4 separate regions of the Mus musculus genome follow, and regions 2, 3 and 4 are each linked to region 1. The links are chromatin contacts, called in public Hi-C and HiChIP or PLAC-seq maps. All regions are on one chromosome and are shown on one strand. Each heading gives the region's core, a stretch centred on a gene start, on an enhancer-like site or on the middle of the called end of the contact. The rest is flanking DNA. Distances are from core to core; before and after follow the strand shown.

The links. A called contact is a pair of places that touch in the nucleus more often than the background predicts. HiChIP or PLAC-seq counts read pairs in DNA pulled down with a chosen protein or histone mark.
Region 2: a contact with region 1 is called in an H3K27ac HiChIP or PLAC-seq map of oligodendrocyte precursor cells, with 4 times the contacts expected there. The contact joins two enhancer-like sites. A contact is called at or near these places in 1 of 484 Hi-C or Micro-C datasets (the N1E-115 cell line), 3 of 115 datasets of contacts at active chromatin or transcription factors (embryonic basal ganglia, oligodendrocyte precursor cells and stem cell-derived neural progenitor cells) and 1 of 9 other capture datasets (pancreatic islet).
Region 3: a contact with region 1 is called in a Hi-C map of the N1E-115 cell line, with 4 times the contacts expected there. The contact joins two enhancer-like sites. A contact is called at or near these places in 2 of 484 Hi-C or Micro-C datasets (the N1E-115 cell line and myocytes), 1 of 115 datasets of contacts at active chromatin or transcription factors (embryonic basal ganglia) and 1 of 9 other capture datasets (pancreatic islet).
Region 4: a contact with region 1 is called in a Hi-C map of cerebral cortex, with 1.9 times the contacts expected there. The contact joins two enhancer-like sites. A contact is called at or near these places in 3 of 484 Hi-C or Micro-C datasets (cerebral cortex, female germline stem cells and uterus) and 3 of 115 datasets of contacts at active chromatin or transcription factors (VIP interneurons, embryonic basal ganglia and stem cell-derived neural progenitor cells).

Annotation. Positions count from the first base shown.
Region 1 is chr9:45,675,792-45,679,349 of GRCm38.p6, forward strand. The region is part of intron 8 of Dscaml1 (DS cell adhesion molecule like 1); the gene reads left to right. Among named protein-coding and RNA genes, the nearest start is that of Gm22069, 43 kb to the left of the region's middle. Within about 2 kb of position 1,885, at least 116 of the 459 cell types and tissues checked have an H3K27ac peak or open chromatin away from gene starts, as enhancers often do. A contact at or near this core is called in the N1E-115 cell line, cerebral cortex and oligodendrocyte precursor cells, where this site is marked.
Region 2 is chr9:45,485,670-45,489,227 of GRCm38.p6, forward strand. The region is part of intron 3 of Dscaml1 (DS cell adhesion molecule like 1); the gene reads left to right. Among named protein-coding and RNA genes, the nearest start is that of 4833428L15Rik, 56 kb to the left of the region's middle. Within about 2 kb of position 1,727, at least 21 of the 459 cell types and tissues checked have an H3K27ac peak or open chromatin away from gene starts, as enhancers often do. A contact at or near this core is called in oligodendrocyte precursor cells, where this site is marked.
Region 3 is chr9:45,504,179-45,507,736 of GRCm38.p6, forward strand. All of the region lies in intron 3 of Dscaml1 (DS cell adhesion molecule like 1), which reads left to right. Among named protein-coding and RNA genes, the nearest start is that of 4833428L15Rik, 75 kb to the left of the region's middle. Within about 2 kb of position 1,678, at least 59 of the 459 cell types and tissues checked have an H3K27ac peak or open chromatin away from gene starts, as enhancers often do. A contact at or near this core is called in the N1E-115 cell line, where this site is marked.
Region 4 is chr9:45,533,083-45,536,640 of GRCm38.p6, forward strand. The region is part of intron 3 of Dscaml1 (DS cell adhesion molecule like 1); the gene reads left to right. Among named protein-coding and RNA genes, the nearest start is that of Gm22069, 100 kb to the right of the region's middle. Within about 2 kb of position 1,634, at least 13 of the 459 cell types and tissues checked have an H3K27ac peak or open chromatin away from gene starts, as enhancers often do. A contact at or near this core is called in cerebral cortex, where this site is marked.

The DNA.
Region 1 (3,558 bases), core at 635-3,134:
AGATCTGCGAAAAGAAAGAAAAGAGCACAGATCCAGGCCAAGAAGGGCCCCGACACCCGGGGTGGCCTTGAGGGTCTCAGACCAGAGTCTCTCCTGCTTTGACCCTGGAAGTAGCATCGCATATACAAGGAAGGGGGGTCTAGGAGAAAAAGTGTTTGGGGGACACATGCTGTATCAATGAGCTATGACAATGGCTCCAGAATGGGAAGGCCAGGAACCTGACAGTCACAGCGGAAGGTGGAGGAAGCCCTCCTCCCCGAGCTAGCTTCTTACCTTCCTGTCATCTGGCTCACCCTGAGCAGCTCTCGGGGGGCCGAGTCACACGCATCCTGTGTACCCACCCTGCCACCTGTCACAGTGCCAGACGGCACGTGTTTGTTGAACTGAATCTGCCGCATTAGTCTGGGTTGGAGTAACTTATGGAAGCCACACTGTGAGCTCCGAGAACTGGGGGCTTCATGGCCATCTCAGCCCTGAGAAAGAGACCTGAGATACACATTGGCAGGACCACCTCCCTGCTTTAGGCTGTGCCAATGACAGAGTGCCCCCTACCTTGTGCCCTTCTGGGGCAGCCCATGGGCCCACACGCCAGGCCCCCATCTCCCTTCCACACCTGGGCAAATGGACTTGGTGATGATGAGCCATGGCCCTTCCTGCCCTGCTTCCACCCCACTGGGCATTGCAGAAGTCTGTATCCATTTCTGTTACAAGCAATGGGCCGAGAGCATACAGTGTAAACATCACATATTAAAACATCTAACCTCTGCTCTGCTCCCTGTGCCCAATGCTCCAGCAAGCATTTGGCCGGGTTTGTCAGCTAAAAGAAAAAAATAATAATAACAGGGCTCCAGCAAGCCTCAGAGTACTCGGAACATCCTGCAAGCTGCTCTCGGCTCATCAATTATTCAGCCCCATTCAGGGAGCGATCGCTCCTAATGAATTGAATCTGATGCATTCAGGCTCAGCGACTCGGTGGACCTGTAGTGATAGTAGAGTGACAGTATCTCCCAGCCCGAGGAGGGGGGGTGGAGAGTGTGTGCATGTGTGACTGTGTGTGTGTGTGTGTATGTGTGTGTGTAACTATGTGTGTGTACATGTGTGTCTGTATGTGCATGTGTGACTATGTGTGTGTGTGTGCATGTGTAACTGTGTGTGTATATGTATGTGTGCTCATGTGTGACTGTGTGTGTGTGTGCAGCTGTGGCTATGTGTGTGCGCCTGTATGTCTGTTTGTATGTGTGTACATGTTTGTCTCTGTCTGTCTGTGTCTATCTATATGTATGTGTCCGTTTGTCTGTCTGTCTGCATGCCCAGGCATGTGTGTCTGTCTGTCTGTGGGTGGGTCTGTGTATCTGTGTGTCTGTCTATCAATGTGTGATACAGGCTTGTGTGCAAACCTTCCTGCTCTCCCTTATCACCATTTGGGAAAAAAAAAAAAAGACCAGTATGCAGCTATAGGAGGGGTAAGGTCCCCTGTTTCCTCTCGAGCAGACACTCACGTAAAGGCCTGGAAGCCAGTTCCCCCACCTCTCTGAAAGCTCAGCTCCTCCACCCCACCCTCTCCGCTCGCCTCCCCCACCTCATTAGAATGCACTTTTGCAGAAGAGCCCATCAAAGCTGATTATGATCACGCTGCTTGATTAGCGGCTGTGCTCTTCCAAGAGCTCCCCAAGGAGGGGGGAGGAGGAGGCGCCCCTGGACATGGCAAGGGGCCCAGGCTCCAGGGGGGGAAGGGGTGAGTGCAGGGGTGTGGACTCCGGACCCTATGGCTACTGGACATTGGAAGGTGCATCAAGTCAGAGGGGCAGACTGGAACAGAGTGCAGAAAAGGCTCAGATGGAGCAAGACAGGAACCGGAAGCTCGCAACAGTGTATCAAGTTCCCTCCCCAACCCCCACTTCTCTGTGGGTGCCAAGACTGGTGGACCAGATGTGGCCAAACCAATGCTGCTTCGTGAGCTGGAAAAACAACTGCTGAGTCGGTTCCTTCTGAGGACTGCTTGTCTGCTAATGAAATTTTCAATCAGTGAGCCAAGATCAGAATATACCCGACATGCATATACACACACGTGTGCAGTGATGTGTGAGGTGCACACATGTGTACAAACTACACCCACGATCAAGTGTCAAAGGGGCACAGTAGCCCGCCCGTGATGGGGCAGATTCATACACATGCATGTGAACGGTTATGTGTTCATAAATGCCTTCTCTAGTAAAAGGACATCCCTGACCCATGAAAGGCAGCTACGGGTGGTTATATGGAACACTGCTCAAGAGTTCCTGCCAGGGAAGCCCAGCCAGGCAGGAGGCAGAGGGGCAAAGGGATGCTTTGAGGAATTCCTGGGCTTGGCACATGCAGCACTGAATGACAAGGGGAACCAGCTGCAGGGGACAGCATTTGTCTCTGGGGCTCGGGACAGATCCTTGGCAGGATACTAAGAGGAGCCCACACAGAGCCAACCTAGATTTGGGGACTTTTGAATCCTCAGCAGCTGAGAAATAAAAGCATCTCCGGATGCAAAGACTGAATGTTTGATTAACCAAGGGCAGGGTGCACAACTGGGGCCTCTTGCCACGGTTCTGTAGGGGAAATGTCTCCACCTTACATCCGAGTCTCCGAGAGCCTCTACAGCTAGACTGAGGGCCAGAGGCACACTCTGACTGGAGTGAGGCCATGCCAAGTCCCCATAGAAAGCAAGCCAGCAGAAGAGGGCACTCACCCCACACAGACACTTCCTCCAATATCCCTATCCCAGACTCACACACATATGTCCCTATCAAGTCTGTGTGTAGCTTCAGCCGGACAGTAACTGAAAGTAACTGGATCCTGTTAGGGATCCCTGTCTCACTCCCATGAACAGATTGGGGTGGGAGGTTCTATGATCTCCGGATATCAGCTACCCACCTACCTGAATGCCTGCTACAGTTGGAGCTGGTTTGGAAGGAGCCCTGCTGGAACCCACAGGCAAGGGGCACCACAGTCTCCAGTACTGCCGATTTTTGAGAGTTCTCTGCTTGCAGCCAGGTTTCCTTGGGAACACAGAGCAAGCAACCACCTTCAGGGACAGATGGGGCTGGTGATGGTGGTAGTGACTGTGTTAGAGATGGGGAAGCTTTGGCAGTATGTTCGTTCACTCTGTGACTGATTGTGCACCTACTATGTTCACTCAGTCACTGAATGTGCACCAACCTCGTTCCCAGTGCTATTTCCATTTCTCCAACACAGCTGTGCTCAACACAGCACACAGCATCCCCCACCCTCCAGGAGCTCACATCCTAAGGATAAACAGACAGTGGATACAATGTGTGACACTAAATCTAAACTGGATACCACAGTGCCAGGAGGAAGAGACCTTGTGGTCAGGGAAGGCATTGCCAAGAAGGGGTGGTTGTGATAAAAGCTGAAGAAAACAGTGCTTATTCCTAGAGTAATTAGATTTATTGAACCTGAAAACTCAGTGTCATGCTAGTAAAATTAATTGGCCTACTTCCACCATTTTGTGTCGTGTGTGTATGTGTGTGTGTGTGTGTGTGTGTGTGTGTGTGCCCCCGCGCGAGC
Region 2 (3,558 bases), core at 477-2,976, 190 kb before region 1:
GGTTGACCACCAAGCTCCAAAGTGTGTCTCTGAGATCAGCTGGTACTTGGAACTGGCTTGTCCCATAGCCACTGATGGGGAGACACAGTGAAACCAGAAGCAATGGAGCCTTTGGTCTCCACACCCCAACCTCAATCCCCAAAAGGCCATTTAATCTATTTTTTCTTTTTCATTGTAGTAAAACTAAACATGATAGAATAAATGGAAATGCTTTTCATAGCTGTAAGTCTATGTGTTCAAGTGCCTAAATTTGGAACACATTGGACCATGGCTCTATATGTTAAAGTGCTCACAATTAAGAAGACAACAGTGTATCTTAAATCTACAGCCTAGCTCAGAATGAGTGACATCCTAAAGCTGCCTTGGGTACCTTCACTTGGTCACAGGCACACTTAAAGCAATTGCTCCAAAGTCAAGAATAGAATTCAAACTCTTAGACTTTCCTGGTCATACTCTTGAAGCCTGACAGCATTGTCTCCTGAAACAGCGGATATCGGAGAGGTAACTCTCAAGTGGCAGGACTCAACTCAGTGTCCAGTTCCTACTGTGTGCCATGCGTTTGATTAAATGCAGCGGAAGGCATTCACCTAACCCTTCTTGACACCTCTTTAAGATCAAGTTTGTCACTTCACAGAACAGAAACTTGGATTCCAGATTCAAAAGAGCTAGCAGGAAGTGGGCTATGAGTCCAGATTTGAGGGGCCCCATAGACCATGGTCATTCTAAGCAACATGTTACAGATGCCTTCTGCCTTGCTGTAGAGGAAACCTTTCTCTAGTCAGTAAAAGGAGAGACCAACGCGATACCTCTGAATTATTATTATAGTTATATTATTAATATACTATTCCTGAGCCTTTGGAATGTATCCATTCAGGGGAGGAGAATTTTAGGTGTAAATGACCAGAGGGAGCCACTGATGCTCAGAGGGAAGGGCACAGGATACCAAGCACGTGATCCCATCTATCCTCAATGCTGGGGCATCTCCACGGTAACTGCCTCCAAGATCCTCCCTTCCATATAGCCACACTCCGTGCAGAGCTCTGTCCTATGGTCATGTGATGGAAGTAGTGGTGTCGCTTTCCATATTTGACTATGAACTCCTGCCCTGAGGTTGCTGACCCCAGGGAAAGCTGACTCATCAGAGTGGCAGTGTTACTACTGAGGGGAGGAATGAAAATCTCCAGTCAGCGAACCTAAGAAATTGAGGCCCCATGGGGAAGGAGAACACACAGGCTACAGTCTTAGCTGAACTTGGACTTTGCTCTGGTGAAATGTTGCGAGCAGCTGAGCAATGGGAGAGCCCCCCAAGCCACAATCACTCTGCTCAGCCACCTGGAAACTGTGTCTGAGAAGTTATGCATGATGGCTGGTCTCAGCTGCCCAGTCCTGAGATGAGTTGTTATGCAGCAGTACATAACTGATACAGACCACTAAGACACACTGAAGGTCTGATTTCCGATAGTCCCAACGAGTCCCGAAGATGGATCCACAAGCAGGAGTAGATGACTGTTTATTCACAGTCAGCACTGCACTTTTGGGCTTCCTAGCTCTGCCCTCAGCCTATGTCCATCTGCGTGTGCTTCTGCGTGAGGCCCAGGCTTCGGCGAGGGGGTGGGGGGAGAGGAGCCTGGCTGCAGGAACAGCCTGGCTGCTGTCTCCTGGTCGTGACAGGGACAGGGCCCGCTGGGCACAGCTCCGGGCTCAGTACAGTCTGAGCTTTATTTTGACCCCCTCTTGTTTGTTAAAACCTCTTTCATGTGGGGCGAGCAGACAGATGTGAGACCTTCCCCTGCTCACATAGGCTGGGAAAAGAGAACGCTATTCTGTTTTCTCCTCTCTTTCTATGGAGGGCTGGCCTTCTTGCTTTCTTTTTTATGTGCCTTTTAAAAGGGGTGATTGTGCTCCTCTTGGGGACACCCCACCCCCATAGCTTCTGCTCTTCGCAGGAGCAGGTGTCTTGGATCTGCCCTCTCTAGCCTGGGTGATCTTGAGCCAAAGCTACATGTTTTCTGAGTTTCAGGATTTTTTGTCTACAAACTCAGCCTCCCTGTGAGGTTTGAAATACAAAAGCCCTTTGTGTACCTGCGACATGGTTTTAACCCTGGTATTCTATGTGGCCTCGGAGACACCATGTTACCTCATAGACCTCAAGATCTTTCTATCTGTTCCCTTCCTCTCTCTGATGAAGGGAGATTCCTCTGACTTCCAAGTTGTGGTAGTAGCTTGGAGTTCCTGGAAAGGGAGATCTGGTCTACCTCACTCTCCCAGCTAGGCTGTAAGATGAGATGGCACAGCTTAGTTTTTCTGAAGATACCCACTACGTGGCATGAGAGAGAGGCCATTGAAGACTTCTTTTTTATCCAACCTATGTTCCCACTGGGCATCATAAGTCCCCATCTTTCTTGCAGAAGATGTGGCTTCAGTCACCCACTGCCCAGCAGTCAGGATGCATCAGGAGCAGTCTAGTTCTGGGTTCTCCCAGACTCTCTCTTTCCCTGAGCATCATACATCTGACTCCACATCCTCCAAAGCCCAGCTCCAGCCTCACCATTCTTAACTCCCACCATGTGCCTCTCTATCACTGAACTGTGTCCTTCAGAAGTACTGATGGAGTGCCACTGTTGTGGCAGGTCCTGGAGAGCTGTGGTGGAAACAGCACAGGCTTGCCCCTGCCCCTGTGGAGCCATCAGAAGATAATAGCAGTAACGTCAGGCAGACATAATTGCAAGAAAAGGAGAGACCATAGTGACAGGATGGATATCTGAAAAGGCTTTTCTGAGAAAATGACCTTCAAAACACAGGTGTGCTGGCTAGTTTTTACGTCAACTTGGTGGAAACTAGAGATCTTTTGGAAGAGGGAGCCTCAACGGAGAAAACGTCCCCATCAGATTTCCCTCTGGGCATTTTCTTGATTGGTGATTGATATGGGCCCAGCTCACTGTGGTTGGTAGTGCCCCTAGTCTGGGTGCCATAAAAAAGCAGGCTGAGCCAGCCATGAGGAGCAAATTCTTACTAGCAGTATTCCTCATGGCCGCTGCTTCAGTTCCTGCCTCCAGGTTCCTGCCCTGATTTACCTCATCAATGCAGTGTGACCTGAGAGTTGTATGCTAAAATAAACTCTTTCCTCCCTAAGTTGTTTTTGGTCATGGTGTTTTGTCATAACAATAGAAACCCCAAACAAAACCACAAATTGGTATCAGGTCATGAGAGTATTGCTGTGACAGACCTGTTTGAGTGTTTGGAGGAGAGAGGATTGAGGTAGGATTTGAACCTTGGGGTGGAAAAGCCATTGAGTGCTCAGAGCTCAGTGGGCTGCTGTGTGAGAGCTTTGAAGATAAGAATGCTGAGAGCAATGAAGACAAAGGAGAGAAGCAAAGAGTCTAATGGGGTTGTTTGTGTGATGTTTTGAATAAAGAGCCACTAAAGTGAGGCCTTCGCTTTGCTGAGACAATTGGTACTGGAGAGCTATGATCCAGAAGAGGCCAAAGCTGTATCTTGTGCTGACAGCCGAACTTGGTGATGTTGGTAAGAGTTTTACGGTGGTACTGGCTTTGAAGG
Region 3 (3,558 bases), core at 428-2,927, 170 kb before region 1:
CACAAAGTTGTATTCGAGCACAGCCATTGGCATTTCAGCAAGTATGGTCCGCGCTACACTCTAGCTAAAGCCACAGTATCAGGATATAGTCTATGAAGCTGAAGATACTTTCTGTCTGGCCTGTCACAGACCTGGAACATAGTATGCATGTTCTATGTCACTAGACACTGGTTGATATTAGTAGATAATTGCAGTCCCCATGTTGTCTTATGGGAAGAGTTGTAGGCCAAGCTCCCAAGAACAGGTGGCTTCTGGGACTTTCTAACCAGAGAGAACTTTTTAACTTTTTAAAGTCTTCTACTGTGTTTGTTTGGGTACTCTTGTTTTTGTCTGAAGCATATTTAATAGGGACACATACTTTCTCCAACGCCATGCATTTCCTGTCTCAAGGATTGTTGGGAATTTGGACGTTGCTCTGTTCCATTGATTCATTCTGCCATCCAGGAAACCTTTCTTTTCACTCCCGCCCCAAGGTAGCCTGTTCTAGATTTCAAACTCTCAGAACTGGACAAAGGCAAGAAGTCATTTGGTTATGCTGGAACTGGACCTGTCGTCCTGTGCACACACTTAAATGTCCCCACCCCAGTGTGGTGACCCACAGAGGGTCCTCAGAGCCACCTGGGGCATGCAGACCAGGAGCCCTCACCATACAGGTAGTTCCCCTGGCAGCTTACCGTCCTGGCCTCTGGGGCCGGCTGAGGGAGAGGGAGAGGGGCTCTGGCTGCCGCAGAAGAGCAGGCCTGCCAGTGCCCCACTGACCTCGCATACTGCATTCAGGCCGGCTATTATCACTCAATTTTTATGCTGTGTTCCGGACACTGCTCTGCCTGTGTTCAACGCGCAGCTGTTAAAATATTAATGTCTGGCATGTGGCAAACATTTCAAGTATGTGGAGACTTGGGAGCTGCCTGAGCCAGGGCTTGTTGACACACTGCCACACCTGGGTATTGTTTGCTATGTAAATGCCACCGATTCCACCAGGATGCTGCTCAGCTCTGCTTCCCAGCCTGGGTCTGAGAGTGGGGCTGGTTCGGGGCTCCCTACATCCTGCACAGTGCCTGGCCCAGCCACATGGGTGTCTGTAAGGGCCATTTGCCAGAGGGCATCTGCAAAGGCAGGTTTTAGAACATTGTCTCCCAAACAGTGACCCTGAATGTTCTCTGAGGACAGCTCTATATCCAGATTTGGGGCTGGACACTGGATGGTTGGTGTGTATGTGTGTGTGTGTGTGTGTGTGTGTGTGTGTGTGTGTGTGTGTGTGTGGTAGGGACTGGTTTGACAGACCACTGTCTCTAGGTGCTTTCCAGCGACTGGAATACATACTAGAGTAGGGCAGACAAGATGTAGGCATAGGCTCCCCCTTCCCATACCCACAGCAGCTGTCCTTTTTTATCCCTCCCCTTCCCCCTCCCCTGCACTCCCAAACAGCCACACAATCCTTATCAACACAGGAAGCCACCTCCAGTCAATTGGAACAAGCCTGAGATGAAACCAATTTGTTGTCCCCACAGAGGAGAACATGAGTGATATGAAGTATACAGGGGCCTCCAAGGGGATCGCACCCTTCTGGTTGGGGGAGGCAAGGCTTGTGGAAGGAGGTGGCCCTTGCAGGGTGAGACTGATAGACCAGGAGTGTGGGCACAGGGTGGAGTGGGTGGAGCCTGAGCACAGCTGAGCGGTCACGTGCATACACAGGGCTAGATTAGGTAGTTCTGAGCATGGCGGCTCAGGGCTGCCTCTTAACCCTAGCCCTCCCCACCACCTGTTTTTTAATTCCAAAGGTGTGTGCACATGCATGTCTGCTCAAGTGTGTATTTGTGGGGGTGGGCATGGGGGGGTGCACACACGTGTGCATGCTTGCGTATGTGTCTGTGGGTCTGTGTGTATGTCTGTCTCTCTGTGTGTATGTATGTCTGTCTCTGTGTGTGTATACATGTCGGTTTCTGTGTGTGTGTCTGCCTGTGTGTGTGTGTGTGTGTGTGTGTGTGTATTTGTCTCTGTGTGTGTGTCTATGTGTGTATCTCTGTGTGTGTCTGCCTGTCTGTGTGTATCTCTGTGTGTGCCTGTCTCTGTATACGTCAGTCTCTGTGTATATATGTCTGTTTCTGTGTGTGTCTGTCTGTGTATGTCTCTGTGTGTGTCTCTCTCTGTATGTGTCTGTCTCTGTGTATATTTGTCTGTCTGTGTGTCTGTCTGTGTGTGTGTGTGTCTGTGTGTGTGTGTCTGTGTGTCTGTGTGTGTATATGTGTGTGTGTGTCTAGCTGTCTGTCTCTGTGTGTGTGTGTGTGTGTGTGTGTGAGTCTGTCTCTGTGCATATGTGTCTGTGTCTGTGTGTGTGTGTGTGCATGTGTGTGTGTGTATGTGGCAAGTGTGTGTGTGTGTTTGTGTGTTAGGATGGAGGAGGGTAGGATGAACATGTAGAGATCAGAAGATATAGTTCTTTCCTTCCATTCTTATATAGGTCCTGCGTATGAAACTCCGGCCACCAAGCAAACCCCTTTACCCACTGAGCCTTTTCACTGGTAGTACCGCAATAGCTTTAGCTGATAAAAACCCTTAGGAGACCTGTTCTTTCTCTACAAGTCTCTAAAAAGTCCTGCCAGATGAAAAGGAAAGCACTGTTGGCTTGGCATCACCAATCATGGGCCCAAGGATAGTCAGGCCTTTTCTGAAAAAGACCAGAAAGAAAATCAGCAAGCGTTTCAGGCTGAGCCCTGAGTACTCAGTGTGCTGTGGTGGCAGCATCCATGGCTGTAGACGGCACACCGGCAAGTCAGGTGTCTGTGGCTACCAAACCGTACTGGTGTACCCCAAATAAGAATTTCATTTATTTTTAATGTGGAATATCAGTATTCTTCTTCTGTTTGGGTTTATATTAACCCCAACCACTTAGTTCATTCATGTATCCGTAGCTCTCATGCAAGCCGTGGGCAGGATCTGGACTCCTAACCTGGAGAAGCATCGCTCCTCAGATGTGGTTGGCGCTTTGGGCTGCCTTCCCCTTTCGGCAGGTGTGTGCACCTGTTCTGATGGGTGTGGGAGGGGCGAAAGCTGCTTCCACAGAGCTCGTGGCTATGACATGGTCACAGCCAATCTCACGGAAAGCAAGGGTGGGTAAGAGAAGATTTAGTCAGATCGCCCACCTACAGAACATACCTTGAAGCTCTTCCGTGGGGACAGGCACATAATCTGTCTTCACTGTGTCCTCCAGACCTCCCCGAAACTCATGGTCAGAGACAGACACAAGCGCTCAGAGAGGGGCTGTAATTTTCTCAGGGGTTATTCAGCTGGCTAATGACACAGAACCACCCCGCTGCAATCCACTGGCAGATCTTTCCCCCAGTGGCAACAAGGCAAGAGCATCGCTGGGTTAAGCATCATCCTGGCCCCTGGCTCCCGGCTGTCAGGACGCACCCTGGCCTTTGCTCCCATTATTGTTCATGCCCGCTTGTGGTTGTAGCTCTCTGAGAAGGACACAGCCACCAGGCCCTGGCAGCTAGTAGCAAAAGAAGGAAGTAAAACATGATAAATTGCCGCTAATGCTGCTGGGTGACGGAG
Region 4 (3,558 bases), core at 384-2,883, 140 kb before region 1:
GAGAGAGAACCGATTAGGAGACCCTGGAAGCCAGAGGATCCATTTTAACCTGCGCTTGAAAACGCATAAAGCCTCATTTTAACCAGTTCCCAGGTAGTGCTGTCCCAGTGAGCTGCAGAGGGTAGAACCCTGAAAGCAAAACTACTGGACTTTTTTTTAGTGGATCTTTTTAGCACTTCAGTCTAAAGGTGTGCCCAGCCTTGGACTGCAGGGAGATGAGGCTAGTAAGAATGTGGCCCCAAACAAACTCATAAACTTAAAAACTTATGACGGGTTTCTCCTTTTTGTAATTATTGTTTCTTTTCTTGTAACTCTGTGGCCAGTGACTTCCTGCTATAGTGTCAAGGTTGGACAAGCCTGGGTTTAAGAACTGTGTTCTTAAGAACCTTAAGAACAGCTGGAGAGATGGTTCAGTGGTTAAGAGCACTGACTGCTCTTCCAGAGGTCCTGAGTTCAATTCCCAGTGACTACATAGTGGCTCACAACCATCTGTAATGAGATCTGATGTCCTCTTCTGGTACTCACATATATTAAATAAATAAATAAATAAATCTTTAAAAAAAAATTCCGGGAGCATGCCTTTAATCCCAGCACTTGGGAGGCAGAGACTTGGGAAGGCAGAGGCAGGCAGATTTCTGAGTTCGAGGCCAGCCTGGAAAACCCTGTTTCGAAAAACCAAAAGCACTGTGTTGTCTTTACTGAAGATAGCTGTCTGCAGGTTCCTTCCCGGGACATCTCTTCCCTGGGACAAGGCTTCATCTGTGAAGTTAAGGGCCTGAGACCTCTGGGTCAGCTGTCTTGTCCTGAGGTCACCTCCCGGAAATGGAAGCTCTAGGACAGCAGGAGAAGAAATAGCTCTGCTATGTCCTGGGCCATGAGGAGTGTGTGCCACTCAGAGCTAGGGTCACTAGCCTCTCTCCCACTCAGCACTCCAGAGCCCACCTCTTCTTTAGGGCCAGTGGACTTCCTGGAATCCCACCTGAAAGGGTCCCTGAGCCTCCAGAGGAGAGTCGAACCCCTGCCTGGTTGATTTACTGCTGGCTTCTGAGAAAATCAGGATAATCGTCATAACTCTGGCTGTCCTTTAGTACATTCTAGAAGAGTCTAGAAGGAAGTTCTAATTGACTGGATTCTATGTCCCTTAGGGCTTTTATTCTGTTCAGCCCTTTAGGGCAGAGAAGGCAAATCTGCACTGAGTGTCCTTTCCTTACAGACACAAGGTACAGAGAGGTTCGGGGGATTGTCTAAAGTCACACAGGCTGTCCCAGGTGAAGCCCAGTCAGAGGCCCTATCCCTTACCTCTGGGAGCCTGATGGGGGAGGTGAGGTTCTGTAGAGCTAAAGAGACAGAAGAAACCCTCCTGTACCTTCCTCTAATTCTTGTCCTGCTTGGCCTTAGAACCTATGTAGAAAATGGCAAGCTTGGCCTGCACCAAAGAACAGAACAGAGGCCCCCACCTAGAGGTGAAAGGGATTTATGCTCCTGGACCTAACCAAGAGCCTCCCTTAATGGTTCCTGGGAGCACCCAGCCATGTCCCTGCCGGTTCCGTCCCTCAGGGTTGGCATCTCTGTAGCAGTTTTACGCTCCAGAGTCTCTGAGTCATTATCTTCCCAGACACCATCCTTTTCTCCCATGTTATGGCTGCTTCTGCTGCGGATACATTCCTGTCTCCCACCCCTTCTCCGGGTGCGGGCTTTCTCTCCCCAGTTTGCCACCCCCTCCCCTACAGCTGTCACAGGGAAGGGGAGCAAGTCACAGCCCACGCTCAGAGCTGCCTGTGCAGCTGCCTCTAGACCCCCTGGACCTTGAGGTCTGTCCAGCCATAGTCTGACAATGGTGGTCACATCAGAGGTTCCAGCCATCTGGCCATTTTCCCCTGACGTCCCTGGGGCCCTTTGTGTAAGGACATGGTACACCTGCCATCGAGAATCTTCCCTCAGCAGTCATGTTAATAATTCATACTTTCAATTTCTCTTCTACCCTACCAGTAAAGATTATACTATATCTAAGCTTGCTTTATTTCCTCATTTTTTTAAGTGGGATGGTGTTAACTTCCTAGGGGTTAGAGAGTATTCTGTGTACTACGTGTGGGGTGTAACTATGGTCAAGTACTTGCCTGGTATGCAGAAGGCCCTGGGTTTGAGCCCCAGGTGGGGGGGGAAGAGAGAGAGAGAGAGAGAGAGAGAGAGAGAGAGAGAGAGAGAGAGAGAGAGAGAGAGATGCAGGAAAATTGCAGAATCAAATACAGATCCAAATCTGAATCCAGATGGCCCCTGACTTTAATTCCTGTAGTTCACTTTGGCTTTCTTCCTACCATTCTGTCTGCTGCCCACCCCCCTTCTCTCTCCCTCCCTCTTACCCTTCCTTTCTAGCTTCATCAGCCCACTTTCTGAGCAGCTCCTACCCACTAGGGATGCGGCTTCGGGACAGGGGTGCAAGACACCGTCCACAGAACTTGATTCTCTTACAGCTCGACTCTTAAAGAGCAGAAGTGCTGTGGGTCCCAGTGGGTCACAAGCCTCTCACTCACTCAGTGCTCCAATCACCAGCTTTTGGGCCACAGTGTAAAGACTCTTTAGAGACACCGAGCCAAACAAACAAGCCATCTTCCTCTGGCCCTGGTGCCACTTGTAGAGAGATGGTGGGTGAGCTCTCCCCTCCCCGCCCCTATGCTGACCACTGTGTTAGATTTCAGAATCCCTGGCATCCCAGTGGCATCTCTGTTCCTCCCCCTACTCCCAGGCATATGGCCGCCTCTTTGAACCCGATCCACCTCCCATTCTGGTTCCCTAGGAAAGGAAACTACAAACCTGTGAAGAGTTGTTTACAATTGGCTATGGCTGGGTCGGTCACAATCAGTTGAAAGAGGACTTTATTTACTGAGGGAGGTGGGCAGTGTGGACTGAGGACCAAGAGGGAGGGGAGAGGAGACTAATGGGCCAATGTTAGCTGCAAACCAGCACTCGGAAGGCAAGGCTCTACTTTCTGCTTCTGGTGTGATGGGGCCAGCGCCTGCTGTGCAGAGGTTGGGTCTGGCAGCCCCTACACCTGTGTGCTAAAAACTGCTTACACCTGATACTTACTACCTCAGTGTACTTGGGCAGGATGGCAATTTGAGAGCTAGTCTCTAATCACTTGAGCCTAAACAAGAAGCAACCTCCCATGTCCCCAGTCATAATCTTCCTTCAGACCCCTGGTCAGGTGGGGCTCAGAGCTCCTGACTCACGGAGGGCTTTAGGCAAGCTGAGGGTCTCAGTGGGGAGGGAACTAGGACCTCACGTCATCTCAGTCTCTCTCCCCAGTATCCCATTCCCAAGACACGACACTTCTGGGTTCAGGCAGATGGGTGCAACCAGAGATGGAGTCCTCAGCTGCAAGTCTCCCATGGAGCAAGACCACCGCCCATCTGCCAGGGCTCCAGCCCTGCTTTCTAAGAATAAGTGCTCAGTACTGTAGATGCCACCTGTCCACTGTCATTGTCCTGAGAACAGATAGCATAACTGCTAGAAATCACAGTGACTTCCACAAATAATAAGACTTTGAGGCTTTGAATACCT